Linked DNA regions of Mus musculus: all the other regions are linked to region 4. A link is a contact called in public promoter capture Hi-C data. All regions are on one chromosome and are shown on one strand. Each heading gives the region's core, a stretch centred on a gene start, on an enhancer-like site or on the middle of the called end of the contact. The rest is flanking DNA. Distances are from core to core; before and after follow the strand shown. Region 1 holds the start of Zc3h7a (zinc finger CCCH type containing 7 A). Region 2 holds the start of 2610020C07Rik (RIKEN cDNA 2610020C07 gene). Region 3 holds the start of Mcm4 (minichromosome maintenance complex component 4). Region 4 holds the start of Mrtfb (myocardin related transcription factor B). Region 5 holds the start of Txndc11 (thioredoxin domain containing 11). Region 6 holds the start of Nubp1 (nucleotide binding protein 1). Region 7 holds the start of Dexi (dexamethasone-induced transcript).

What was found. Promoter capture Hi-C pulls out the DNA fragments that hold promoters and counts their contacts.
Region 1: a contact with region 4 is called in a promoter capture Hi-C map of hippocampal neurons, with 4 times the contacts expected there. The contact joins the promoter of Zc3h7a here to the promoter of Mrtfb in region 4. A contact is called at or near these places in 5 of 39 promoter capture datasets (the 3T3-L1 cell line, cranial neural crest, hippocampal neurons and 1 more).
Region 2: a contact with region 4 is called in a promoter capture Hi-C map of pre-B cells, with 4 times the contacts expected there. The contact joins the promoter of 2610020C07Rik here to the promoter of Mrtfb in region 4. A contact is called at or near these places in 4 of 39 promoter capture datasets (the 3T3-L1 cell line, cranial neural crest, embryonic stem cells and 1 more) and 1 of 115 datasets of contacts at active chromatin or transcription factors (astrocytes).
Region 3: a promoter capture Hi-C map of pre-B cells shows a contact between it and region 4, with 4 times the contacts expected there. The contact joins the promoter of Mcm4 here to the promoter of Mrtfb in region 4. A contact is called at or near these places in 1 of 39 promoter capture datasets (pre-B cells) and 1 of 115 datasets of contacts at active chromatin or transcription factors (astrocytes).
Region 5: a promoter capture Hi-C map of hippocampal neurons shows a contact between it and region 4, with 5 times the contacts expected there. The contact joins the promoter of Txndc11 here to the promoter of Mrtfb in region 4. A contact is called at or near these places in 2 of 39 promoter capture datasets (3T3-L1-derived adipocytes and hippocampal neurons) and 1 of 115 datasets of contacts at active chromatin or transcription factors (astrocytes).
Region 6: a promoter capture Hi-C map of pre-B cells shows a contact between it and region 4, with 4 times the contacts expected there. The contact joins the promoter of Nubp1 here to the promoter of Mrtfb in region 4.
Region 7: a promoter capture Hi-C map of pre-B cells shows a contact between it and region 4, with 5 times the contacts expected there. The contact joins the promoter of Dexi here to the promoter of Mrtfb in region 4. A contact is called at or near these places in 4 of 39 promoter capture datasets (embryonic stem cells, liver and pre-B cells).

The regions. Positions count from the first base shown.
Region 1 is chr16:11,173,568-11,177,650 of GRCm38.p6, reverse strand. It overlaps Zc3h7a (zinc finger CCCH type containing 7 A), which reads left to right and starts at 1,310. Exons shown (of 23, transcript NM_145931.3): 1 at 1,310-1,431.
Region 2 is chr16:11,201,374-11,205,608 of GRCm38.p6, reverse strand. 2610020C07Rik (RIKEN cDNA 2610020C07 gene) reads right to left here and starts at 2,226. Exons shown (of 3, transcript NR_038156.1): 1 at 1,862-2,226. Rsl1d1 (ribosomal L1 domain containing 1) reads left to right here and starts at 2,317. Exons shown (of 9, transcript NM_025546.2): 1 at 2,317-2,458; 2 at 3,152-3,291; 3 at 4,179-4,235. The coding sequence starts at 2,354.
Region 3 is chr16:15,636,125-15,639,812 of GRCm38.p6, reverse strand. It overlaps Mcm4 (minichromosome maintenance complex component 4), which reads left to right and starts at 2,413. Exons shown (of 16, transcript NM_008565.3): 1 at 2,413-2,702; 2 at 3,031-3,192; 3 at 3,464-3,627. The coding sequence starts at 2,633. Prkdc (protein kinase, DNA activated, catalytic polypeptide) reads right to left here and starts at 1,947. Exons shown (of 86, transcript NM_011159.2): 1 at 1,771-1,947. The coding sequence starts at 1,924.
Region 4 is chr16:13,254,394-13,258,462 of GRCm38.p6, reverse strand. Mrtfb (myocardin related transcription factor B) reads right to left here and starts at 1,982. Exons shown (of 17, transcript NM_001122667.2): 1 at 1,909-1,982.
Region 5 is chr16:11,132,642-11,136,491 of GRCm38.p6, reverse strand. It overlaps Txndc11 (thioredoxin domain containing 11), which reads left to right and starts at 1,960. Exons shown (of 12, transcript NM_029582.2): 1 at 1,960-2,224. The coding sequence starts at 1,983.
Region 6 is chr16:10,410,411-10,414,511 of GRCm38.p6, reverse strand. It overlaps Nubp1 (nucleotide binding protein 1), which reads right to left and starts at 2,574. Exons shown (of 11, transcript NM_011955.2): 1 at 2,517-2,574; 2 at 2,338-2,442; 3 at 768-901. The coding sequence starts at 2,535.
Region 7 is chr16:10,540,958-10,545,193 of GRCm38.p6, reverse strand. It overlaps Dexi (dexamethasone-induced transcript), which reads left to right and starts at 2,140. Exons shown (of 2, transcript NM_021428.4): 1 at 2,140-2,922. The coding sequence starts at 2,504. The coding sequence ends at 2,791.

The DNA of each region.
Region 1 (4,083 bases), core at 61-2,560, 2.1 Mb after region 4:
AATGTAGGCCATTGGTACAGGAACAACAGGAAGTCCATACATTCTCATCAAGTTTCACTTTGTACTGGCCCAGTACTGACGACTTCCTGAGCTTACAGTAGCACTCTGGGTCCAGACAGAGTGCATCTCAGTGTCTTCCTTCTAATGTAAACTTTTCCCTCTGTCCCCAGTGGTCCTGGACCTGGGTATTTCTTGCTTCATAGCCAAAGAAGACCTGGAACTCCTATCCCCCCCCCCCCACCCCCATGTACTGCTATGACAAGGGTACCCCACCATATCCAGTTTATTTGGTGCTGGAAATCAAACTCAAGGCTAGGCAAGCACTTTGACAACTAAGTTACATCCTCAACCCCTTTCACTTTTCTGCTTGTCCTTTCTATATATCCGCCCAACGGCATGAAGAAACTTTCTAAAACTGCAAATTAGACCTTGTAATTTCCATCTCAGACACTGAATTCCAAATTTCATGCAGTGGCTCATCCTCTTTGAGCTTTCTACACACACACTTTGTCTTCCCTGTCCCTCAGCAACTTAGGCTCAGGATCTTTCCCACTGCCTGGAAGCACTCTCCCTTCTACTGCCCTGACTTGGAGCACTTTTCACATCTCCAGTCGCAGGGACTCAGCCTTACATTGTTCTGTCTGGGGTAATGTACACCTGACCACTGAAACACCGGTGAATACAGCGACATATAAGTTGAGATGAAGGCCAGGGAGAACAAGAGCTTGTGTTGGCTCTGAGATCCGTCCCTACATTCATTTGCAAAAATACCGCATTTTGTTTTCAAGATGATAAAAACAGTGACTGCGAGTAGGATAGGGAATTGAGGACAAGTTCCGAAGTGACGCTCCGGCGTCCGAATGAGTTTAGGTCACCTCCCTGTTCAACGCGGGTCCCTATGCCTGTCATTCATTTGAAAGGACACGACTGTATGGCTGTTTTCAGGGTGACGGTAACAGTATCGGAATGCAAAGCAGGACGCTCAGGATAAGTTACTGCAGAGAACAGATTCCGAAGGAAGTGACACCCTGGTGCCCAGATGAATCTAGGTCTCCTTCCAGTCCTACTTTGGTATCCAAGCGGTGTGGGAGAGGGCGATGATGCTGGGCTCAAGAGCTTGCGGTCTCTCACCCCCTTCCGTGTGGCCGCCCAGGGTTCCGCCTATCGCCGCCGCTTCCGCAGCCCCGAGGCCCCGACGTGGCGCCTCCAACCCCGGGCTGACACTGGCAACGCAGCCAATGGTAGCGTTTGCGGGGCGGCGCGCGAGGCCTCCCGCCGCCAGAGGGCGCCGCCCCGAGCGTCGCGGGCTGGCAGCTGCGGTGGGTCGCCCAGGGAAGCTGCGAGACTGTGAGAGCTCTTGAGCCGGTGAACGCACATCCCGCTGTCGCCTCCGCACTCCGCGCCCCTCGGCTCCTGGGTGCCGCCCCGCAGGTGAGGGAAGGGGACGCGCGGGCGTCGCGGGCAGGGTCGCGCTCTTCCAATCGCGTGCGTGCGCCGCGTCGCTTCGTGAGCACGCGCGGCCGTTAACGGACTTCAGGCGGGGGAGGGGCGCGGACCCCCGAACCGGCTGCACGGGCTCCTCGGGAGTCGTAATCCGGGCACGCGCGGCGGCCCCTGCCACCTGGACTGCCTGGCCGACATCCACGCACTAGCTTTTGGTGGTTTAGCATTTCGTTATTCCTGGGTGCTGGGTGATCGCGGGGCGTCCGTGTTAGTAAGTGTCTCGGTTTGGGGACGCTCGCGACGCCAGCTGAGTGCGCGCTCGCCGGTGTCGGGTTCGCCCCTTGCGGGTGTTATGCGCGGCCCACCCCGCGTATGGGTGGCGACTGGCTTCCGGTGTTCGGCCGGGGTTCGGAGACTGTACGAGGGTTCTCGGTTTTCCTTTCCCCACCCTTAAAGAATGGAGACCTGTCAGTTCCCATTAGCGGGAATTTCCGGTTAGGGGTAGTCAGCGCAGGGGTGTGGTCAGGTTGGAAGGTCCTAGCTGGGCCCAAGGGGTGGTGCCTGCGCTCTGACTGGGTGAATTTATTCCGGGGTTGGGCGTTTTTTGGGTCCCCAGATGTTAAGGGATCAAAGAGGGTCATAGTGTTAGGTATTTAAGACCAAGAGGGTCTGGTGTAGACCTGCGCTGTCCGATGGTAATGTGGCCACTGGTAAAGTGGGGTGGTCGAGCACTGGAATGTGGCAAGAATTGAGATTCACTTTTGGTTTCAATTTGTTTGTTTGTTTGTATGTTTGTTTCGAGACAGAATTTCTCTGTTTAGCCTTGGCTGCCCTGGAACTTACTTTGTAGACCAGGCTGGACTTGAGCTTAGAGATCTGCTTTCCCCTACCTCCCGAATGCTGTGATTTAAAAGCCGTGCCACCACCGCCCCACTCCGGTTTCAGTTTTAAAGTCTGATTTGAAAGATTTCGTTTGGGAGGAAGAAAAAGAACGAAAAAGATCTCCTTGGTAAACTCCTATGCTTAAATCAGCCAGTGTTTAGCAAGCAGTGTGTTATATACTTGAGGTGATACCTGTTGTGGCTACGTTAGAATTAAAACAATCTGTCCAGTTTCTTTTTACTATTTTAGTATGGCCACTTCGTAATTTAAAATGGCACGTACCGCCGGTATCGTATTTCGATTGGACAATGCTCTACTGGACTGGGGGAGGGGCTGGGCGCTCTTGCCATCTGCTCTTTTCCTGCTTCTTTTGGAAGTAGCTGCTTTTCATGGAGGTCTTGAAGGAATCCAAGGCTCTCTTCACCTCCGTTGAAATGATGAGCAGAGCTGCACTGTGTGTGCGTGAGTGTATGTGTGGGTGTGGACTTGGTGTTGGTGTGGTGTTCTTCATCTTTGGACTAAATCAAGTGCATGGACAGTTTTCTCTATTGAAAAATTTCCCCTTTCTGCTCTGTTAGACCAGCAGGGTGCGCTACAGATGTGAATAAGGTTGAGTTATTGAGGTTGAAAATGTCAGTATTTGGAGTGGGGTATTATGCAAAGAACAGGTTGATCAGTGTCCTCAAGATGTACCAAAACACCCCTTCCCAGCTGTGTTCCTGTGACTTTTGGTTGGGGGTTATATTCTATATGCCTACAGGCTCTTGTCTTGTGGTTCCAAGATCTATTAGTAACAATGTTCATTTGCCAGCTGTAAGGTTTTACAGTTGTCAATATTGACTGATTTTTGAAACTGATTTGGGTGTATTCAATCCATTTGTAAATGACTGGTTGATAGTCAACTATAGAAATAGTTTGAGTAGCTAGTTAAGAAGGAGATAGAAATCAAAAACATCTTTAGACAGAATACCTCGGGAGGAAAGTTGCTTTCTAGATAATACCTTTGTGTGCTTTGTCTCAGCAAACCCACATTTTCTCCATGATCTTCAAGTGAAATGTGTTTACAGTGCCGGGTGTCAGCTGCGTGCTGTGGCCTCGGCCACTTAGAGTGAAATGGCAGGGTGCCTTGGAGCCCTGGAGTTCCCCAGCCTGGGCAGCGGTGAGGTCTCACCTCAAACAGCAAACAACAAAACAATTGGAACAAACTTCTGAGATATATAAAAATGAAGAAAAAGTGATTGGTGAGCGCTAGTTCTCCCTCCCTTCCTACACACACACACTCACACACACACACTCTTTTTGTTTTTTTGTTTTTTTTGTTTGTTTGTTTTGTTTTTGAAACACACAAACTAGGGTCATCAGGCTCGGCAGTAACGACTTAACCTGTCTTGCAACTCTGTCATAGCTTTCTCAGTGACTTCATTGATGTTAAAAAAAAAATGGGGTTGCTTAACTTTGCCAGGTTTTGCCCCAACAAGAAGTTTTGCAAGTTTGCCTTTTAATTTTACAAGTTTAGCAATGTGTTGTCTAGTTAATTTCATAACATTATGGAAGATAAGAGAGGATGTGAATTTGGAGCCAGGGGTTGCTCGAGCATGCATGGTGAGAAGGCAAGAAGTGTCAGCCTTGAGCAGGAGGGCCTCCTGAGGATCGGAGCACAAATTATCTCAGTGAAATCTTTTCTTTTGAAGAATCCCAGGTTTATAGCTGAGATGCACAGTGAGTTGCTTTGTCTGGCTGGAGGCTGCTTCCCTTATA
Region 2 (4,235 bases), core at 977-3,476, 2.1 Mb after region 4:
TTATTCATCAAACTGAGGGATGAAGAGAAAAGACTTACAAATAACTCTCTTTGTCTTAGAAGTATTCAATACTGAGAAAGGAAATACAAGGGCAAGCTGAGGGCATCATATGAGATCATGGTAAAAATGGTGAATGGGAGGTACAAAAGTTCAAATATTAATTATACAGTTGAATATGTGAGTGGGAGGGCTATAAATTTCTATCAAATACCTATTGATAGAGAACGGCAGCTAAAATTAGCAAAGGCTTATTTGTGTTTTATGAGAAAGCTAGGAGCAGCACAGCTAAAGGGCTCTGACTTGGAGTCTCTCTTGTGTCTACAAAGAAGGCTTTCCTTCCACCTTCATGCATGTGGTTACTAGCTGGCTGCCCACGTAGTCTCACAGCATAGCATCTGGCTTCCCTCTCTCTAGGGAGGGCCACCTTACAAATGAGTGAATGAGAGGGAGTTGTAAAGACAAAAATTACACGCCTAACAGTAATCATAAGTCTAATTTCAGAAATGACACTGAGATGAGAGTATTGTTCTGTAGCCCAGAATGTAAGTGAAGTTTGGTAACTAGGCCCCCTGTCAGTTTTAAAAGCCTATTTCTTCAATTTTGCAATTCTTTGGCTCTAGACACTTACTGTTTCCAATCGCCTCAAGGATCTATCATCTGAATTCATGGAATTTCCTTGGCTCAAAAGTCTGGTGCTTGGGGCTGGAGAGATGGTGTCAAGAGTACTGCTTGCTCTTCCAGAAGACTACAGTTTGATTCTCAGCATTCGCACGGTGGTTTCCAACCATCTGTAATTCTAGTTCTAAGAGGATCTACACTAGCACTTCCCACATGTGGTGTACAGATACACAGGCAAGTAAAACATATACATAAAATAAAAAAGCCCTACTCCCAGCACTGGGAGGCAGAGGCAGGCAGATTCCTGTGAGCTAAAGGTCAGCCTGGCCTACAAAGTGAGATCCAGGGCAGCCAGGGCTGTTACACAGAGAAACCCTGTCTCGAAAAACCAAAAACGTCTGGTTCTCAAACTTGAATACAGGCAAGAGAACACCTAAGACCACCAATGCTCTTTGGAGTGTGTTAGCCTGCATACCTCAAGCCCAGTGTAGCAAGTCACTGCAATATGTTAAAAGTCCATCTTATACTAGATTCTAAATAGCCAAGTAGAAGCAGGTGCCAAGGACTTGTATTCTACAAGTTAAATTAGGACAAGGTCCTCCCTCAACAGACACTAGCAGAGCATGGTCCCTTCACAGGAGCACTTTTGGAAGACATCTGACAATGGAGAGCATTTTATTCCCACACAGCTAGCTGAACCTGTCACTATCCTTAACATTCACATAAAAATTTCTAAATAAATTATGTAACTGTGCCGGTACAAGGTGGGGGCAGGGGACTCGCTCACTCTTGTAAATCTAGCATCTGAGACGTAGAGGAGGAGGCTCACTCGGGTAACCCTGGGTGATATAGGAAGAGTTTGACTTAAGTGGGGGCGTATTGGTGGATGCTTTTAATCCTAGCACTCTGAAACCTGAAGCAGGAGGATCTCAGTGAGTTCGAGGTCAGACCTGTCTATATAGAGTTCCAGAATAGCCAGAATTGCCATAATAGAGACCCTGTCTCAATAATAGAGACCCTGTCTCAATAATACTCTGTCTCAATAGAGGCTCTGTCTCGAACTAATCGAAAATAAAAACTGGTGGTACTATTGAGAGCTCCCTGAACTGACTGAGAACAACCTCGAATACGGGGTATTGGGCACGGTCACCACAGTGGGCATGCTTGGCAACTACTCATAGGACGTTCTGGCGTATTCTCTCCTACACTAAAGTTATCCCTTCACACTCACGCAAGGTCTTACCTGGGCCGAAGCTCCTGAGAGACCGACTCATTTTTTCGTTTCTCGCGCAGCATCCCGCGCCTAGCGTTGGCAGTTTCTCTTTATTTCCTGGGAATACCACCAATTTGGGGAAACCGACGCCTGAAGCCAGAAAGGAATGGAGGAGCCACGGCTTCCCGCTCTGCAGAAGACAGCACGGGATTGAAGAGAGGGCTTTAGTCTCTCCTTAGGGCGCTCGCTCGGTGTCCTCCGGAAGGAGCGACAGGGTTTTTCAGGCCTGCAGCCTTAGAAAGAGTCGGAGGCAAAGGAGATGCTGCCGCTAGAATAACTCTGGGCACAGTCTACGACCGCAACACCATCTACCCAAGAGGGCGGGCCCAACATCTAATTTCGCGCCTCGCCGGAAATGACGTGATACCCCTCCCCCTCGCAGTGTTACTGACTGCTTTCCGGTTCCGGGCCTCCGGGCTGCGCATGAGCTCTGACTTCTACAGGCCTTCCACACGAGGCGACATGAAGGGCTCTGCGTCCGAATCTCCCAGTGCCTCGGTCGCTGAGGCGACCACCACCGACGTGCAAGTGACCCCGACCGCTCTTTTACAGCTGGACAGAGAGCAGGCGAGTGGCTTTTGGGGACGACGATTCGGGAAGCAGGGTGGTTAGGACCCGCGTTCGGCGCAGGGTGTGGGGCGAGAGGCTGGAAATGAAGTGGGCCCGCGACCGCGTGGGCTCTCCGGAGCTCGAGGCTGGCCTCTGGGAACGCACCCAGCGGGCTCGCTCTTCTCACACTTCTGGCCTGTTTGCCTCCTGTGGAAAGCGGGCTTCTGCGCTCGGTTCTGCAGCATCACAGGTCATGTGTCCGTGCACAAAGTGTTGGTAGCAGGGCCAACGCGCCTTTCCTGACCGCTTCCTTTCTCATAGAGGGCAGGAGAAGCTTCCGAATAGTCCTCTTACGTAGAAAGGACAACCTGTAAACAGATTTTGGAAGCAAGTCCTTAGATGTTTTAGACGGGTTCTTACATTGCAATGGGTACAAATTGTAATATCCCGATACGCTGATGAAATTTGCCCAATAGAAAGAGGAGCGCCAGGCTTTGTGGCGCACGCCTTTAATCCCAGCACACGGGAGACAGGCGAATCTTTTGAATTCGACGCCAGCCTGGACTAAGTATTCCAGGTTGGCCAGAGCTATATAGGAAAACCCTCTCTTGAAACGCCCCCCGCCCCCCAAAGGAGCAAAGGAAGCAGATATGTCTGTGTGGGAGCAATTAACATAGATTGAGAAAATTAACTTATTCTCTGTCTCTGCAGATTAGAAAGGCAGTGGAAGTAATATCTAATCGCTCAAAGTCCAAAAAAAACAATAATGAATTGCTGTTGAGTGGGAGCGAAAATTTATTTTTAATGGTGATATTATGGAAAATTCCAGAGAAAGAACTTCGGGTCAAAGTGTAAGTAATTATTTATCTCTTGAGAGTTGTTTGGTTGGATTTTTTTGTTTTTTGGCTGTTTTTTTTTTTTAACATTTATTTATTTTATGTATGTGAGTATACTGTTGCTGTCTTCAAACACACCAGAAGAGGGCATCAGACCTCATTACAGATGGTTGTGAGCCACCATGTGGTTGCTAGGAATTGAACACAGGATCTCTGGAAGGGCAGTCAGTGCTCTTAACCGCTGAGCCATCTCTCCAGCCGCCCACCCCCTTTAATTTTTAAAACTCAGAGTGTGAGTGTAAGAATGTGGGCCACATGTGTCCAGTGCTTGCAGAAGCCAAAAGAGGATGTCAGACCACCTAGACTGCAGAGATAAGAGGTTGTGAGCAGCCCAGTGTTGGTACAGGTGACAGAAATCAGATCTCCTGGGAAAGCAGCAAGTGCTCTTAACTGCTGAGTGTGTACAATCCTGCATTTGGTCTCTCTAGCCCAATATTTTCTCTTTTAGAGCCAGAAGTGGCAGAGGCAGGCAGATCTCTTGAATTCGAGGCCAGCCCTATCTTCAGAGCGTATTCTAAGACAGAGAAACAATGACATGAAAACAAATAACTAAAAATATTTTTAAAGAGCATTTATTTGTGTTTGTCTGTCTGTCTGGAGTATTGGGTGCACGCATGTGGCAGTCAGTGCCATTTCTCCCTACCATGTTGGTCCTGGAGCTTGAGCTCTGGTTGTTAGGCCTGGCACTGAGCACAGGTTTTCACCCACTGATTCATCTGGCTTGCCTGCATGTATTGTATGTTCTCCTTAGCTCTCCTAGGTCAACAATGACCTTGAATGAGAGTAAGCATGTGTTGTGAATAACCCACGTACTTTCTGGCCTTTTTTGTCGTGTTTTGCAGACCTTTGCCTCATAGCATTCTCTCCGAATCCTCAGATGTATGTCTCTTCACAAAAGA
Region 3 (3,688 bases), core at 1,164-3,663, 2.4 Mb before region 4:
CCTCCGTAGCCGGATGCTAGGAACCTATCCAAATTGCTGTCATCTGTTATCCCATCTAAATATAATGATTTCTATACTTGCTTTCTCTTTTACCACATAAAAGATTATTGTAGAAAATGGCCAGACAATATGGGGGCTGCCCATATTGGTTTTGTCAAATACATATGCTAGGATCACAGACCAATCATTTCTTCTATCAACACAAGACACTCTTTTTCTGCATACAAGACCCATGGGATTCCAGGTGGGAGACAGGAGTTGTTGGTCGATTCTTTGGCAGCTGGGGTGCTTCAGAACTGATGGGGGCTAGATGTCCTGACAGCTAAATAAGGTGGTCTTTGCCTGTTCCTTCAAGAAAAATGCTGTTTCTACATCAACCAATCCAGGACAGTGAGAAATAAAACCCAGGAGCTACAGTCAGACATAGAGAACTTCAGGGACCGTGAGGCCTCCAGTTCTGGGATTTTTGAAAATCCTATATGGAAGTGGATGCTCCCTTTCATTTTTTGTTTTTGTCTTTTGTTGTTGTTTTGGGTTTTTTGTTTTTATTTTTTGAGACAGGGTTTCTCTGTGTAGCCCTGGCTGTCCTGGAACTCACTTTGTAGACCAGGCTGGCCTTGAACTCAGAAATCCGCCTGCCTCTGCCTCCCGAGTGCTGGGATAAGCACCTTTCCTAGTCATCTTCCTGGTGTTATTTGCTCCCTGCCTCATTAATCTTGTTTCTACATTCCTTCAATGAGAAATACAAAAAATTCCTAACCAAATATTAATCAGCTCCTGTTACAGTATTGCCAGCTGCTGCCCACAGAAGAGCTGCTGTCCACAGAGGAACCTGATGTGAACGTTTACCAAGTCGATCCCGATGGTGAAAACCAGCTACCCCCCAAAATTGACACCCTAGACAACAGGAAGCAGCTTAAGAGACACAACACCCTTGCTCCCTTTTCACCATGGCTTTCCCCTCCCTTTTTCTTTCCTTCTCTTTATTATAACAAGGGAGGTATGTTGGCATCAGGACCTCCCAAACCTATGACATCACATAGGCGACAGCAAGGCCAGCAGACCTGTTGCCAAGACATCAGGCACCATATTCCCAGAATATCCACTTGGCTCACCTCCCACCTTTACCTGTGTTGTCATTTTCCATATAAATAAAGGGAATGTCCCTCCCTCTCTCACTCTCTCTCTCTCTGCGCCTTCTCTTTCTGCCACCCCCTCCAAACCTCTTACACGTGGAACTGTTTTTGGCCCAGTGTGCTGTGTTCAGATTCGAGCCTCTATTTTAACACATCAATTACTAAATGGTTAAAAAGAGCAAGGCACGTGTGGTACCTCACATCTATAACCCCAGTATTTGAAGGCTTGTTCTACATACATAGTAAATTCCAGACTATCTTGGGCTATAGCCCAAGATAGGAAATACCTAACCTAAAAAATAAAAATGTCTACAGAATTGCATGACTTTCATTAATTTTTGCAATTATTCTGAAAACATGGTGCAACGAAAAAAGGATTTTTGTCAAGGTCCTATTGAGTTCAAGCGAGTTTATTCTGGAAGAAAATACTTCCATCTTGCACTCTCATCCAACTTTGGATAAAAATGACTACCAAACTTGGTGGTCATTTTCCAACACCTGTTTTAAAGCATCTTCCTCAGATACTAGGAAGAGAGCAGTATACACATCTACCAATTCCATAAACTTTACGGGACGTTGACTACACGCACCACGGAGAGAAACGCTGAGCCCTGCGTCTAGGGACCTTACCCACCCTGCACTGCAGAGCTAGTGCTCAGCACGCACTCCTGCCCCAGACTACGAATCAGCTGGTAACTGGCCCCGGCAGCACTGCAGCGGTCTGCTGCGGACAGGAACTCCTGCAGCTGCAGTAGCCAACACCGTACGCCGGTTCCCTCCTCCGCCATCACGCCGGCACCGCTTCGCGCATGCGCGTCTCAGCACTCTAGCCAGCTCTTCCCTGAAGGCCCAGCCGGAACTGCTCCCTTATACTCTCGCGGGGGTGGGGGGGTGAAGACGCGCACCGGCCTGCAGATCTGTAGCGTTTAACATGTACACATCGGAATGCAAAGGGACAGAACCAGTCTAACCATGCGGAGATATCACAGATTGGTGTTTGCACTCGGGACAACGCAAATGTAAACACACAAGGGAGTTGTGCCGGCCCCGGGTTTCCCGCCAAAACGCAATCCCGCTGCAGGCTGGCCCATCCAAGGCGAGGGGCGTGCAAGTGAATCTAGGCTGTAATTCCTAGGTAGCGGTCGAGAACTCCCCCTCCGGCTTGCAGTGGCGCCTTCCGGAGGCGGAGCTACACGCCTTTGCCGCTGTGATTGGCCGGAAACCTTTTCTCAGAGTTCACTTACGGCGCTTTCCGGAGGCGGAGCTACGCGCGCTTGCCTCTTTGATTGGCCAGGCGTCTTCGGTCGCTGTGACGACAGAGCGGCTGGCGGGAATCGCTTCACCCTGCGGGCCCAGGAACGTTCTCCTGGGTGGCGCAGAACCCTGACTCGCCGTTTTGTGCGCGTTTGCAACTAACCCGGATCCGAGGTACGAGAGGTCCCGGAGCGGGACAACTGAGAGCCAGATTTCTTTTGTCGCGCAGCAACCACAGCACCATGTCGTCCCCGGCATCCACCCCGAGCCGCCGCAGCAGCCGACGCGGACGAGTCACCCCAACCCAGTCCCGTGAGTTCCCTCCTTCATCTGCCCCCTTTCCGCCTCGTGTCTCTTCCCGCAGCACTGTGGAAAGTCCTGAGTCCTTCGAGCCTGGTGTGTGGTTGACAGGCCTTGAGCATATAGTAGCCTCTGTCACCCACATACTGGGCTCTCGTCTCCAGGCAGTCTGGCGTGGTCAGTTCAGTTGACCCACCTTTTCCTACACCTTGTCCCTCTGTTCCAGTTTGAGGGTTTTGGGGGGGGGGTGTTCTTGTTTAAGTAATATGACTACCCTAAGGCACTTCCTGGAAGACTAAGCTTGAGCGTTGATCGTCTTTTTTGTTTTGTATGACGGAAGTTCGAAGTGAGGAAAGCAGGTCGTCACCCAATCGGAGACGTAGAGGCGAAGATTCTTCCACCGGAGAGCTACTGCCAATGCCCACCTCACCAGGAGCCGACCTGCAGAGCCCACCTGCACAGAATGCCTTGTTTTCCAGCCCTCCTCAGATGCATTCTTTAGGTGGGTCAGCCGTCGGTTTTGCTGGTTTACCAGTTGCTATTATTCTGTGTGTACTGATAGATTCTTCACTGAAACACCTGAGGAGAGAAGCAGAGTTGGTACATTTTAGGACCTAGTGAGCAAAGAAAGCATACTTTATAGTAGAACTACAATTGGGGTATGAAAGATTGCAGTAAAGTATTCTGTTTAAATTGTCAAACAGCATTCCGGAATTGGGATTTGATGTGCTTATGGGGATTTCATGGTAAAGCTAAATATCTTGTCTTTATAGCTATTCCTTTGGACTTTGATGTTAGTTCACCATTGACATATGGCACTCCCAGCTCGCGAGTGGAAGGAACCCCAAGAAGTGGGGTGAGAGGCACACCTGTAAGGCAGAGGCCAGATCTGGGCTCAGCACGAAAGGGTTTGCAGGTGGATCTGCAGTCTGATGGCGTGAGTACAAAGCAGATCTCTGATGGTGTTACCTTGAGAGCATAAAGTAGGTCATCCCATT
Region 4 (4,069 bases), core at 733-3,232:
ACCATCCTGGCTTCCAACTCCACTCTCACCTCATGCCAGTCAGCAGTTCAAGTGTGACCAACATTTCCAACAAGGATTCCCCCAAAAGAGAAACAACTGCAGATGAACAGGTACTAACCTGGCTCCTGAGAGCCAGAGATGATGATCCATGAAAGAGTCCCTAGCCAGAGGCTGTCTTTTTATGTATCAGACTCACAGAGAGAATTTTATTTTTACTTCCCAGTGAAAAGTGTGTATTAGATTCTGCTGTTATAATTAGCTAGATAGTGGAGCGTGTGCTTTATATAGTGGTTCTCAAGAGGGCAGAACTGTCCCCATAGCACATTGTTAGTTACTGAAGAGACTCCTAGACGGCAGCGGAAAGCATCTGCAGTGTTTCCAGCCCTGGACCGAGAGCCATCTAACACATGAGTGGTGGAGGTGATAATGAAGGCTACCCTGGCCCACTATAGATTAACATACTTTAGGATTCAATATTGAACCATGTGGCAAGTCATTCTCGAAAACACCCACCACCCTGCCCCAATTATGTAGTCCAACAAGGTGAAGGAAAGGGAACTGTGTGAACTTCCACAGCACATTACACCTGCATCTACTAGACACACATGGAGCATACTGCCAAGTGCAACAATTTCAATCTTCTATTTCCTTATTACTAACAATAAGCATGAGGGATTTTGTGTACTCCATTAAATGTAGAGAACTCGGGCTTTGTATTGGTTACAATGTAGCCTGGAATACAGCATCCCTGGAGGGCTGTATTATCTGAGCCTAACCAGAGACAGGCTGTGATTTATCTTGCACGCTGTCAGTCAGCCTACATTGTTTTTCTCATTAGCATCAATTACCCCAAGTAACACGGTTTTATCTCAGGTCCCAATCTTTGTTCCTGACTTTGAGACTCACTGTCCCACAAGTGCATGCGTACATACGTGAGTGTGTGTCTCCAAACATACTCACTAGCCGCAGGGTCCGTGATATTACGTCCTACCTAGCTGGGTGTCTGGGCTGCACTAACGCCATAGCACGTATTTCTTCTTCACATCTAAAGGAGAGCACTCTACTGACCTTGGATCACGTATAGGAAGATATAGTATGAACTTCGTGTCAGGGTGGCAAACATTTGCCACAGAACCAAAAGTTAGGAACTTCACAACCGCTCATCCTAAGAGTGCGATCTCAAGCTTCAGAAAAGAATCAAACTTTTCAAAGTTTCTTTGCCTGAGGCAAACCTTGAGCTATCCTCGTGGCCTGAGACCCTACACCCGCCGCACCCCTCGTCACTGTCACACCGCGTCTGCTCATACACAGGGCCAAAGGGTAGCTTCTGAACACTGAGAACTAGGCAAAGTTTCAGGGACAGAACAAAAGCGGTGGAAAACTTTCTCCCTGGAAACCCGGAACGCTGCGTGCGTGCAATTTCGGGAGGGCTTGCAGACACACCCTCTGCAGCCCCGCGGGGACCCCAGGGGAAGAGCCGCGAGCAGGGCTGGGGAGGAGGATGGAAGGTGAGTCCGGGGCGTGGGCCGTCCCCATCCCACCACGTCCCCGTCGAGTGGCTCCGGCCAAGGCGCTGCTGCACCTCACTGCAGTTCCAGCGTGGGAGCGCGCAAGCGAAGCGCCTGGTACCAACTCCAGGCTGCCCGGGAAGATCGGGCCGCGGCCGCACACAGGGGACCCCCGACGAGGGAAGCCCGGACCCGGTAGCCCCGAGACCGCGGCCGCCCCGCCCCGCCCCGCCCCGCGCGAGTCCCGGGACAGCGCGCACCCGGAGGCGCCGCAGCAACCTCGAGGGGCCACCGAGGACGCGGGCCTTCCGTCCGTCCCTCTCCCGGGGCCCGGCCTCGCCCTCCGCAGCTCTCCCCTGCCTCAGTCCCAACGGCCGCCTCGCACCCGCTCGCCGCTCACCTCCCCGGCCGCTGCCGCCGCCGCCGCCACCGCTGCCGCAGCTACCACCGGATCTCGCGAGACTTCGCTCCGCCCCCGTGCTTACCCTCCTCCCGTCTGAAGGCACGGAGCCCGTCCTGGAAGCTCCAGGTAGCGCCGAGCCGACTCCCGGAGGTTTACACCCTGCTTCCCTTCTCCCACCCGGCATCCGCCCTCGCCCCTGACCCGGAAAAGTTAAAACCCAGGTGCGAGGCCGCCCGCTCCCGCCGCGCTCTCACCTGGCTGCCCCGGGGCGCATGCGCAGCTGGGCTGCGGAGCTGGGAGCTCTTTGGTTGCTGCCTAAGCTCTGGCTGCTCCCAGTCAGATAGATGGTCAGTCAGTGCCGGCTACCCTAGCAAGCAAACAGCTCATGCTGCCTCACTAAGTGCATTCTTGCCGCCTCCCCATTCCAGAAGGAGGTTGCAGCGGACGAGCAGACCGGCCTGTGGAGTCGGTGCGTTTCTGATGCCACACCCGCACCTGTAGGAACCCCTCCTCTTGAGCCCTGCCTCACTCTCCACCCCTCTGTAGTTCTTCCGAGTGGAAGAAGTGACCCCAATAGGGGGTCTGTTGCAACCCATCTTAATGCAACTAGACAAGAGAACGCTTTTCACACTTTCTCCAACTCTGTAGAGCCCTAAAAGCAAAATATGTTCGAAAACAGTGGGAGAACCCAGGATAGAATGGTTCATGGACATAGAGCCAGGGCATTCGTGGAGTTAGGTCAGCTGTTCGGGGCCACAGGGGGTCGCATATCAGATTCTGTGTATCATTTACATTGATTCATAACAGCAAAATAACTTTATGGTTGGGGGATCACCACAACATGAGGAACTGTATTAAAGGGTCCCAGCATTAGGAAGGCTGAGAACCACTGCATTACGGTGTGACTTCTTCCCAAAAGAAAACTTAAGAGTAATTGCTTCTAAGGAAGAGAGGCTGGCATAGTGAGATGCACTAAAGTGGGTACCCATAACCTCGTGCCTTAGAGTTTTACTGCTGTAAACAGAAAATTGCCATGACCAAGGCAACTCTTATAAGGACATTTAATTGGGGCTGGCTTACGGGTTCAGAGGTTAAGTCCGTTATCATTAAGGCAGGAACATGGCAGCAACCAGGCAGATATGGTACAGAAAGAGTTGAGAGTTCTACAGCTTCATCTGAAGGCTGCTAGGAGAAGAATGGCTTCCAGGCAGCTAGGGTGAGAGCCTTAAAGCCCATGCCCACAGTGACACACCTACTCCAACAAGGCCACATCTTCTAATAGTGCCACTCCCTGGGCAGAGCATATACGAACCATCACACTTCCGAAGCCTGCAATAAAGAAAATACCCATATGGTCTTAGTAACACAGTATTTGAATTTGCATGACTCTAGGGCCTGGCACTGCCTTGTGACAAGGTCTTTGTCTTAGTTTGAGTTTCTATTGCTGTGAAGAGACATTATGACAACTCTTATAAAGGAAAACATTTAATTGGAGCTGGCTTACAGTTCAGAGGTTTAGTATAGTATAGTCATGATGGGAAACATGGCAAAGTGTGGGAAGACATGGTATTGGAGAGGCAGCTGAGAGTTCTACATCTGGATTTTCAGGCAGCAGGAAGAGAGATTGAGCCACTGAGCGTGGCTTGAGCTTTTCAAAACTCATAGCCCACCTCAGTGACACACTTCCTCCAAGGCCACAGCTCCTAATAGTGCCATACCCTGTGGGCCTATGGGGGCCATTTTTATTCAGTCTTGTTTTGTATATTCCTGTGAGCTGGCCCCTCTGTGACAGCTTCTGCAGAATCAAGAGCCTGGAAGGTTCTATCTCATCCCTGAAAACTGCACTGAGGCCTGCTAAGCTAACCCATCCTGATGATCTCATAGTGTCAACAAATGTGGGTCCAGACCTTCCTTACCTGTGCTGCCTGGAAACCACTCCTCTTACAGAGACCGAACATATAGATGTTGAACGTGATGATGTAGCCCAATAAAATGGGGTGTGGATGAAGAAAGGAAATCCCAGACCTCCATAGGCAGGTTCTCCAGGGAAAGAACCAACAGATACCCTATAGATGCATGAGAGGACTTACCATGGATGCTAAGACCCACAATATGCTGCCAGCAAGACTAGCAATGATGGAAGACGCGACAAGTTCAA
Region 5 (3,850 bases), core at 711-3,210, 2.1 Mb after region 4:
CACCTTGTCTGTGTTAAGTGGACACTGTGCCTTTGAACATAGAAATAGCTATGAACAAGACACATAGAAAAGCTCGTCTCCCTGCAGCCCTGATAGCTTTCAGAGGCAGGGAGCAGCAAGGAGGGAGGAAAGCAGCAGGGCAGTGGTTGGTGGGCCAGGGTGCTCAGCATGCTGCCTGTGAGGCAGGGGCTCCACGAAGAACCAGTCTGTTAGTTGCCTGATCAGAATCACTTCCTCAGGACGAAGCTCAAGAGGTAGGATGCTGAGAAGCCTAGGAAAGAGTTTGGGCAAACTGCAGGTTGTTAAGGTGAGTAGTGTGTGGGGTGGGGGTGGGAGATGGGGGTCACCTCCAGGACTCTGGTGATAGTATGGAAAACTAATACTAACTGGCACATGTTAGGACTTGGTTATCTCCATTGGGTGGTTTTGTTAAAATAATCTTACAATTTTATGTGTACAACATTATAACCAGTGCCCATGGAGGTCCGATCCCCTAGCACTAGAGCTATAAACTTTTATGAGCCTCGTGTGGATGCTGGGAATTGAACACTGGTCTTCTAGAACAACCAGTGCTCTTTTAATCACTGAGCAATCTCTCCAGCCCCACATAGGAAACATTTGATCTAGATTATTTTGCCCTCCCTACCAACTTTACAAAAAGATTTTATTTTTAATTATATGTGTGTGTACCTTGGAGGACATCAGATTACCTGAAGTATGAGGTAGTTCACTACCTGTAATTTAGAACCAAACTTGGGTTTTCTGCAACAGCAGTATTCTTACTACTGAGCCTTGTCTCCAGCCCCAACCAAAACTTTATTTTGAAATAGGGCCTTGCTAAATTTCATAGTCTGGCCTTGAAAACTCTATGCAGTCCTGGTACAAGTGGTCCTCTGGTTTTCTCGAGTGGTTGGGACCACAGTTGTGTGCCACTAAGCCTGGTTTAAAAAATTATACACAACTCATATAAACCTAATTTTGGGAGGAAAAATGAAGATAATTCACCCTGTATCTTAGGCTGGCCTTGCATTCTTATTGCTTGGAGGCGTGAGGCAGACAATGTCCTGACTCCAATACTTTCCAAACTTTAATCACGTCTGCTATGTTTCTGTGGATTTGCCCATCAAGCATGGGTCATAGAAATGGGATTACACAATATACATCCATCCTTTTACTTAGAGCTGGGTTCTTTTGTTGAATGTAATTACCACTTATCAGTACTTGTCTCAAGGTTTCTACTGTTGTAATAAACACATGAACAAAAGCTACTTGGGGAGGGAAGGGTTTGTTTTGGTTACACTTTACCATCATTGAAGGAAGTCAAGGTAGAATCCTGCAAGCAGAAACTGAAGCAGAAGGCATGCAGCGTTATTACTACCCCATTACAGAGCAGCCCGGTCTCCGTTTTATTACTGTGTCCTCCAGTCCTTCTCGCCTCTGCACGAGGCCTCCCCGCCCCACTTTCTGAAAAGCAGAGATAACAAACTGCACCCATGTCCTGAAGGGTCTGTCAACAGTGTTGACGCACTAGCGACAATCTGAGCCCTAACAGTACCCGGAAGGGCCGACCAACGGAAGGACTCGCTAAGGAGACACCACCAACTAGCTTCCGGACGCGAGGATGTAGCGTCAGCGCAGTGAATGAAGGACAAGGTCTAGCTTGAGTGACTGCAAGCCTGCGCAGAGTCGCTACAAGAGAGGCGGGACCGGTGGAAGGCTGACGCGGCCGCGAGTGCTGCGAGCACCCGCGCAGACTCCATGGGCTCGAGGGCGTGGCCCCCAAAGGGCGTGGCTTCGCGGGAAGCCGGCATTCGCGCAGGCTCCGAGTCGGAGGGCGGGGCATCTCTGAAGTGTGGCTGACGTGGAGAGTCCGGGTTAGTGAGCGCCGCTGGCTGCGAGGTCCGGGAGTGACGTGCGGGGCCGGGTCCCCGGGCCCGAGGTGGCGGCAGCGACGGTATAAAGCCGGCCACGGGGAGCATGTAATGTCGGAATGCGGAGGCCGCGGCGGCGGCGGCGGGAACAACAGCGAGGACGCCGAGGACGAGGGTGGCGGCCCCAAGGGCTCAGGCTCCCTCAGCCCTGCCGGGGCGGCGGCGTCCTTGGAGGGCCGGATCCGCCGCGGCTTGCGCGGCGCCTCGCTTATGGCGCGCCAGCGGCCAGAGCTGCTGTGCGGGGCCGTGGCTCTCGGCTGCGCCCTGCTCTTCGCCCTCAAGTTCACTTGCAGGTGAGGCTGCCGGGACTCAGGCTCCGCGGCCAGAGCTATGCCACCCCGGCTGCGCGGGGCCAGCTCGGGGCCTCCGGGGTCGAGGGTTGTTTGTCTTCCTCGGGGAAGTCGAGCCTGACCTTGCCTGCGACCACAGGCTTGACCTTCCCGGCGGCCGCGGTCCCCCACTCTCCTAGTTCGGCGTGGAGGCGTTTCCAGGGTGCTGCTCTATATCAATTATGTACCGAGGGCGTTTGGCCCTGTTTCTGAGCTGCTTCTCACCTGTTGGGGTCTCTCGGGGTGCACATGTCAATTCTTGCTCAGGCTATAATGCTCAGTTTTAATTCATTCCATTTTCCTTAATGCTTGCAGTGTGATGATTCACAAGCCATTTAGGGGTCTTAGTCGCTTTTGGGAATCCAGGCAAGCCTTTGATATACTGACAGTGCACGTTTGTACTGAGCACCCGTTAATGCTGAAGACAAAAATCCCCGTTCCCTGGAGTTCTCATTGAAGTGATGATATACAATAAACAAACACTTCAGAGACCTTAATAAGTGCTATGCAGGGAATAGAAGGATGAGGTTGGGTAGGGCAGAAAGGGCCTTCATAGGAAAATGGCATTAGCCACTTACACAAGGAAAGGAAGGGGCAGAGGTGGAAGAGCTGGGGTAAGAGCTATTACAAAACAGTTAAGTGCAAAGATCTGGAGTCTGAGCAAGCTTGGTCTTTTTGTGAAACTTGGAAAAGGCCTGAGTAGGCTGGAGTTTAGGAAGAATGGAAGCTAATGTGCATCTTTTCAGAAAATTGTGTAGATAGATACAAAGTTTATATTTCAATTATACTCCTTGCCTCAGATCATCAGTATATCATTTGACATTGCAGTTTATAAAATCTGTTATCACTTGACATATCCTCTTGGCACTTCTGTCCAGAGGGAGATTTATGTGGGCACAGATTGAGTGTAATGAACACAATATGAGATCCCTGAGGTCAAGATGGGCCAAAAATTAGGAGTTTTAGGGGGAAGAGACTCGTTTTTTTAGTGTTTGCAATGTGTTAGGTGCTATGCTAAAGTGTTTAAAGCCAACTAAAAGTGTTTGTCACCACACCTGGCCTGGAGTTTGAATCTTGAGCAACTAGACTGGTACTGTCTTTATAAGGAAAATACAGAAAGTATTTTACAAGGTGGAATGTTGCAACCTGTCATTTGGATTCATATTAACAGTCCTTTTCCCACGTCAAGGAATTGATTTACTTCAGTTTGCCCAGCTGTGAAAACAGTGCTCAGTGTTTGATCTGAGACACGTGACTTGGTGGGTGACCTCTGAGAGAAGATTGAAGAGTTTAAATCAGTCTGAGGAGCTGTCAGGATGAGCTCCTCAACTGCTTTTGGCTGGGAGAGAGAGCCTGCAGCCTCACTTCCTCAAGCATCTTTCTATGGTGCTGGCAATGGGACAGCCCTTTTAATAAACTCAGATGAATTTTTAAGGACTTTGTTTGATAGGATGGTGTTAAGATATTATGGTACAACTGACCCTGACATCTTTGTTGCTCTTTCCTTAAGATCTTTAATAAGGACAGAGGCTTCAGGAAGAATATATCAGGTCTGTTTTTCAAATTTAATTTTATTCATAGTACAACTCT
Region 6 (4,101 bases), core at 1,325-3,824, 2.8 Mb after region 4:
TGGCAGCCTCTCACCCAGGCCTCTGAGACCCATTTTATAGATGAGAAAATGGAGGCAGAGAGAGGGCCTGGTAACCAGCCAGGGCATCAGCAGTGATGTGGACAGCACTAGACAGAACCTGCACTGCTCCTGGCTACCACACCTTTCCTAAAGCTGGAACCCAGAGCACAGAACTGGGAATCTGAGTAAGTCTGTCTGTTATGAGGCAGGGTCTCACTTTGTAGCCATGGCTAGCCTTGAATGTAAAAGCTTCCTGCTCTGAAATGCTGAGATTACAAGCTTGTGTCACATGGCCTGGTGAGGGAATTCCAATTTCATGCTTGTCTGTACTCTAGAGATGAAGGAGCTAGCACAAGGGTCAATTCTGTAAGAGGCAAGCAGAAAATGTCTTCCGCTTTATGCACAAAACCAATAATAATGTATAGGTGCTTTTCTGACTAGAGAAGTGACCATGTGAATATGTAAATAGCACTCGTAGCTCACAGGAGATGGATCAAGGTACAGCTGCAGGGTTAGGACTTCCAGATACAGAAAGAGCTTTATGAGGGGCAGATGTAAAAGGCCCTGTGTTACATGACCGCCAGAATGTGCCGAGGTACACCGCCACCTTGGTCAGAATGCTCAGGGAGATGCCTCGCCTCAGCCAGGGGCTAGGCAGGGTCCAGACAGTCAGAGAGGCTGCTTTCCTGGTCTAAGAATCACCCTCTAAAGCCATCAGCAGCCCCTTTGACACACGGAGCAGCTCCCAGCTTAGCCCAGGCTCCCACCTGTGTATCTCCATCCTCCGCTAGGCCGTGGGCGAGGTGTGCACTGAACGTGCTTTTCCCAACGCCGCCTTTCCCAGACAGCACCAAGAGCTTGTGTCTCACCGTCTTCATCTTCTCTCTGATTTCCTCCACGGCTGCAGAGAAGTAGAGGAGGTGATGATGACCCCGCCTCAGTCCTACCCGTCCCTCTTCCAAAGTGCTCTTTAAGCTGTTTCTAAGGCTCTTTGTGAGATACCACTTCAGCAAACTAAAAATAAATGCTAGGAAGAAAATACGGTCACTACCAACCTGAAAAGATTGTCTTATTTATGCAGTAGCACATGCCCTCCGAGGAGAGAGTGGGGTGTTCAAAGCCCAGCTCCTCAACAGAACCCAGGAGGCATCTGCTAACATCTGCAGAAATTCTCTGGATGCCACAGGAGGGACTACTACTGGCATCTCGGATGATGGATGCTAAGTGTCTTAAGCACAGGTTAGGCCCAGTACAAGGGATGATCAACTCCAATGTCCCCAGGGCTGCAGATGGGAAACTCACAGGCTCTCAGAAGCAACCATCCCAGCAACGTACTGGGTTTCCAATGTCACGTCTTGTTTCAAATCTTTACAGACTACACTGTGGGGAGACTGGTCTTCACCATGAGGGCATTCTTGCTCAAGATCAGTTTTCAGGAGACTCAACAACCAAACCCAGCCTCTCTCTGAAAAGCCTTCCTTCCAGCTAGGCTTTCAGTCCTCCTCGCCCTGGAGATGGCCCCTCACAGTGCTGATCCCTGGTGAGTTTAACGTGCCTGCTCCTGCTTCCTCCCCACTTTGCTCTCAGTCCCCCATCTGTCTCTCCACTGAGATAATGAACATTCATGTCTGCTGAAAGATAGACTCCTTAACAGGAGGGTCCTTCTCTCTGCCACAGAGAGAGCAGAGCCTCTGTGACCTGTGATGGACATGTGCCAGGACTCAGGCCTGAAAGATCTCAGTATTTTTCCATTCTCCTCTCTGTGCTTGGCCTTGTGGATACTGAGGTAGCGGTTATTACTTAAGCCCTGTACCTGCCCGACATCACTTTTATCTATTCTATCCTTCTTTGAGGTCCTATTTACTGATTTTTTTTTTTTTTTTAATAAAGACAGGGTCTCATCTAAGCCCGGGGTTAGCCTCTTAAATGCTGAGATTACAAACATGTGCCAACACACTCGACCTAATGTTCGTTCGTTCATTCATTCATTCATTCACTGATTCATTCATTCACTCATACAGGGTCTCATCCTGTAGTCCAGGCTGGCTTTTAACTTGTAGCCATCCTCCTGCTTCTGCCCCTCAAGTTCCGGGGGAACAAGCCTGTGCCGCCAAGCTTATTTTAATGCCCCCTTCGGTTCCCTGTCTACCGCAGATCAGACTAAACCTCCATTTCCATCACTGTTTTTCCGCTATTTGATTTTTAAAACCTCCCTCTCGCTCAAGCTCCGCCTTCTACGCCCTCCCCCCAACCAATTAGAATACTGCCCACTAGCCGCTGCCATTCACCCTCAAGTCCCGCCCCTTCCACTTCCTGATCTGCCCGCCGCTTCCTCACCGGGATCCGGAGCAGCGCCGGCTCCGGATGCGCACAGCCTCTGGTTGGGGCATCCCTGGCACGAGGCTCCTCGGCCGGCCTGGGCGCTGTCGGCCCCGGGGCAGCCTGCGGGAAGACGAAGGCACAGTCAGAGTGGTTCGGTCCCAGCGGGACCACCCACACGTCCTGCGATAGCTCACCGTGGGGCGCCTCCTCCATGCTGCCGCTCTTGCCCGGGCTGCGCTCGCCGGAACCTCAGGGGCGTGTTTCCGCCTCGCAGGTCCAATCTGACCCCCCGGCCGCGGGAACTGTCTCGCCAGACCAGGACTGCGCACGCGCAAAACCGTGTGTGCAGTGGGTGGGATTCCTATGCCTCTTCCCGCTAAAACAGGGCGAGACTCAGAAATATATGATACCTGAGCAAATGAAGTGGCTCTAACGATTAAAGATTCTGTTGAGCCAGCCTGTATCCAAATCCCAGAACTCATAGGGAAAGCGAGGATGGACTCTTACACATAATGCAGGTTTTTGATTCTGTTTTTGTTTTTGTTGTTGTTTTGTTTTTTTAAGTATGGTTTTTGTCGCCAACGAACGTTATTCTCCGTGGCCTCAGTGTTGATGCAGTACTACTAATAAAAGTACAATCAATGTCAATATTTACTCAGTTTCAAATAATCTGCCCTACCCTAGATTCTGTTACAGGCTGGGATTGTGGCTCAATTGGTAGAGTGCTTGATCTATCATGCATGAGGTCCTATATTTAGTCCCCAGCACTGAAACAATACAGATCCAACAAAACACTTTGTCCGTCCCTCTCTATTTCTTCTCTGTTCTCCTCTCCTCTCTTCTGCTCAAGCTGATCTTGAATTAATGATTTTCTTGCCATGTTTGGCTAAGAGGGGAGACTTTATAAAGGGGTGTAGCTCAGTGGTAGAGTACCTGTCCAGCAAGTGAAAAGCCATAAATTCAATCGCCAGCAGTGTAAGTTCTCATTTGATCCTCCTGCCTCCGTCTTTCAGTTGCTGGGATTACAATGTGCACCACCAGCATTCCTGGGCTGACACCCCCGCCCTCTTAAAATTGCTGTGCTATTTAGAAAAATACTTTGTTTTGTGTTTTGTTGCTTCCCCTCAGATCTGTTCAGTGAAACCTCTTCAAACCCACTCCTGTGCCCCCACTGGGAGCTTTCCCTAGCTTTCTCTCACTTCTGCAGGTCCCCACTGTCCTTGCTGCTACCATTTCTCCTGTATGTGTCTGTGAGTGTTTAGACAAATGGCCTGTCTGTGTCTGTGGAGCAGTGTTTAGACTCCATGAAGACATCCTGTCCATGGTCACAGCCATGGGAGCTTGGCTGCATGCAACTTTGGCACAAGATGGTGGTGGTTGTTACTGTTTTCATTGAACGATTCTAAATATTTTTCATTTATTTTTGAGATTATAATTACATCATTTCTCCCTTCATTTTCCTTCCCCCAAACCTTACCACCTCTCCTTGCTGTTTATCAAATTCATGGACTTTTTTTTTTTCATTGTTATTGTGACAGGGCCCCAGACCTTAGCACAACTGACTCCATGATGGAAGTGCCATTCAGGCTGTAACACTCAGCACATAGACAGCAGCACCTGCCAAAATGAAAACAAAGACCTAATCCACCAAAGTCCATGACTCTGGGAAAGTCTCTAACTGTACTAACCTCTCTTTTTTGCTTCTGTAGAGCTGATTCTGGCTATCTGTTCTTGTTACTGAAGTAGGTTAACCCAGAACATGGTTTTTGTGCCTAAAAG
Region 7 (4,236 bases), core at 891-3,390, 2.7 Mb after region 4:
AATCGGAGTAAGACTATCTGACCTTATTTATTGTTAGCTTTGTGATTAGAAGAGTGTCTCGAAACCCCAGCTAAAATTGGAGACCACCCTTGGCAATTTGGCAAGGTTTAGTTCTCTTAAAAAGTATTACGTGCGCGTGCGCGCGCGCGCGCGCGCACACACACACACACACACACACACGCACTTAGAGTCTGTAAAACTTTGGAAAGCAAGTTCTCGCCTTCCACTATTTGAGATCTGAGAATTGAAGTCGGATCTTCAGACTTGTCAGCATCTTTGCTTAACAGCTGAGCCATTTTGATGGGTCTAACTCTTTAAAAAAATTTTTTAAAGGGGTGGGAATGTGGCTTATGCATTATGGATGCAACCTTCAATATCGCAATAATAAGAATTAAAAATAAAAAGCATTGAGTAGTACATTATCATTTGTCATTATCCTAAGTGATTAATTATTTAATTCTCACAACCATATGAAGTAGATGCTGTTATTAACCTTATTTTACAATTCAGGAAACTGAGTCACAGAGGCACTTTATGTGTGACAGACGCAGGATTCAAGCCCAGGTACCCTTATTTGCTTCTGTTGACAAAACCAATCAGTAACATTCTGGTTTGTCCTTACAACCTTTTTCTTTTGCACATTAGTCTTAAAACATTTTGTAAAGATGTGAGCAGCATTGTAAAGCTAACCACGATGAACTTTCAGAGGTTTCCTCTGGTCATTATTGAAAACTCATGCCATTTCCCAACTAATTCAGTAAGAAAGAAAGAGAACTCCAAGATCTCCATGAAAGGTTACATACACCTGGACTTCCTTCCCAGACTGGAAGTGGGAACCTCGGTGGGAAGCAAGATTTTGTGCCCCACACCCTCTCATTTATTCATTTCTACATCTCATAGCTATTTAACCCCTGTGACAGCCCATTGACTGTCCTAGGAAAAGAGTTGAGTCAGGGACCAATGTTCTCTCCAGGGCCCAGGACAAGATTTGCACATAGCACGTTTTTAGATGAATATTGATAGAGTGAATGGTTTGCATTGCTTCCAAGAATTAGAGAGATGTAGACTGGCATCAGGCTAATGGTTTCCCATGTAAAAGTCATGAAAGAACAAGAACATGTCTGACCTCCAAAGGAAATGACAGAGACTCAGCAGCTTCGAGAATCCATTTCTCTGGAATTTGTTTTCCTCATCTGTGAAAAGGGAATATACTACATTGCCTTGTCCAGCTCCTATAAACCTAAGTGTGACTTAGATTAAAGGCCTTTGTAAGAATTGAGGATAGACCTTAATCCCAGAACTCAGGAGACAGAGGCAGTGGAACTCTACATGTTCTGGGACAGCCTGGTCTATAGCCAATTTCAGGGCACCCAGAGGCTTCATGGTGAGACCCTGGGTTTTCAGGGTTTGGGTTTTGTTGTTGTTGTTGTTGTTGTTGTTGTTGTTGTTGTTTTCAAAAACAGATGTAGAGCTACATCTCGTCTATATCTTGCACACACAGACCTTGGTTTTGATCCCTCGCAAACTCATCCTCCTGACGAAGCACAAAGGTGGTCTGTAAACCGAAGAATCTGAGCAGATATATACTTAGCATTATTGGTTGGTTGGTTGGTTGGTTTTAAACATGGACTGCAAAATAATAGAAACAATAAGCAGCCTTATTGGCAGAAGATTTGACCTGCTTGTGGTACTTTCCATCCGGGTGTCATGGAACCCTATAATGCCTCTGTCAAAGGCACTCAGTAATTGATTTTTTTTTCTTACTATACCGTGAAAAAGAAAACAACAAAAGCGCTTTGGGGATATCTAAGATTTTCAGTGGAATTACCGGCATTCCTTTTCCACCCGGCATCATTTTAAAGGGGGTAAACTAAGTTCCAAAAAGGTGACGCTCCATACCTAAGTTCGAGATGCAGTCTAAGGAGTGCCAACTGCAGAAGAGCAACTTAGAGACTGGAGCACCTCCCATGGGGCGGAGCAAATGAGTACCCGCCCCCGGACAGCTCAAGCCAATAAACGTGGAGCACTGAGCTAGCCAATAAATACGGGCGAGCATGCGACTGGCCAATGAATGAAGAGCCTCTGGGTAGGCGGTGCTGGGAAGCCCAGAGCGACTTGGCGGCTGCAGCGATGGGCAGTGAGCCTGCGGGGGCGCCGAAGGTGCCTGAGGAACGCCTCGGGGAGACAGCAGCGGCCTCAACTCTGAGCTGCGGCGGGGGCGCGCGAGCGCAGCGTACAAAGCGAGTCGCTGGCCACTTCTAGGGGGGTGGCCCTGAGGGGCGAGCGGCCCGTGTGGCCCGATCCCGGGGCTCCGTGACCCGGCCCTGAGCATCTCGGGGTGTCAAGGAGCGTCTTCGGAGGCCGCCCGGGGCCCAGCGCTGCCGCCACCGAGCCCCGGGGCGCCCCCTGGATGGCTGAGCTGCCCCCTCGCCGGCCGCCCGGGCGCCGCAGCGGCTGAGGTCGCTGGGATCGCCCGGCCGCCGCCCCCATCGCCGGCCCCTGCATGCCCGGCGCCCGGGTCGCAGCCCACCTGGACGCTCTGGGCCCCCTGGTCTCCTACGTGCAGCCACCGCTGCTGCCCTCTATGTTCTACGTGGGCCTGTTCTTCGTCAATGTGCTGATCCTTTACTACGCCTTCCTTATGGAATACATCGTTCTCAATGTGGGCCTCGTCTTCCTGCCCGAGGACTTGGACCAGGCGCTGGTGGACCTCGGCGTACTTTCAGACCCTGGCTCTGGCCTTTACGATGCCGACTCAGAGCTTGACGTCTTCGATGGATATTTGGAATAATGTCGTGATTACTGTTCCCCACTTGCCTTCCACCATCCGCAACTCTTGGCCTGGACCAGCCGCCCGTACCATGCCGCTGCCACTGGTTGGGGGCACCATCTGGACAGGGATGGGACCCCAGGAAGAGGCCCGTAAGTGCCCTTGAGATGGGGGTGTATTTCGGGGAGAGAGAAGGTAGTGTCCTCAGGGCAGACTAACCTCCTTCCTCTAAGCCTCTGATTTCTCTGGCCACCTCCTCTGGATCTAACTCAGATGCTAGGAATAGTAGTGTTTGAAGAGATTTCCCCCAAAGAAATGAACATTTGGAGTAATCATGCAGTTTACCCCATGGCTTGGGTAAAAGCTTTGTACCCAAAACCTTTTGAGGTGGAGCTGTCAGCTCCTCCCCCAAGTCTTAGCCTGTCTTGTTGGTGACCTTGGGGTTTGGGGGGATGCTTACTTGTCCTGAAAGCATAGACTGGTGTCAAAAGAGGCACTGGTCACTTTTGTTCTGCGGCCTCTTGAGGGACCAGTTAAACTGAGGGGCTTCAGGCCAAGCCTGGGAGAATGGAAACCTTCAGCAAACAACACTGCCGCACTTCCTTTTGGCAGTGTTTCTGCTGCTGTATTTGGAGTCAGGTTTCAGAGATCCTGGGTTGTTGGTACTGCAGCTCAGAACCGCAGAGGCTGTCAGTTTCTTAGGCTGCCGCTCTGGGACAGGTAGGCAGTTCTGAGCTGGTGCTGGCTTTGTCTGCAGTATTTGCAAGGCCTCTCAGCACCCTAGGGTCAGCAGAAGGAACCACGGGGTGGTCGTACTGAAGACGTGCCTTTGGGCTTCTGCCAAGAAGTTTTGTTATATGTTAGAAAAGATAAAGTGAATCCAAGACTGGCTGAAGTCTCCCAACAAGGGAAAGGGAACAGCTGGCCTGTATGAGAGAACGTTTGTGCCAGGCAAGCTGTTGGGTCCGTTGAGGTGTCACGGGGCGGGCCTAGCCCTATAGCTGGGGAATGCTGGGGTTTGGCAGGTCATAGAGCCCAAGTGGCAATGAGGAGGCACGTGGAGCTGGTGGGTGGGGGCTCCTTTTAGATAACAGATACTGATGTCACCCCAAGGAAGCATTCACGCCTCCTCTCCCGTGTTACCTGATTGCCAACATTGCCATAAGTGGGTGTCTTAGATTGGGGTACTGTGCCAGAAAACCATGGCTCAAACAACAAGCATTTCATCCTCATAGTTTTCTAAAGGGCACTAATCCCACTAGAGGGCTCCACCCTTGTGACCTAATCACCCCTAACACCATCACTGCAGGAACAGGCTTTCAACAGTGGAATTGGGGACACATCGTCTGTCTGTTGTGGAAATAATGCATGGTAAGAGGGAAATTCTTGGGAACAAGGCGTGATATCTTTGAAGGAGTCTTTAGTAAGTCTAGTGGTATCCACACAGGTGCCAAGTTCGAGGCAGG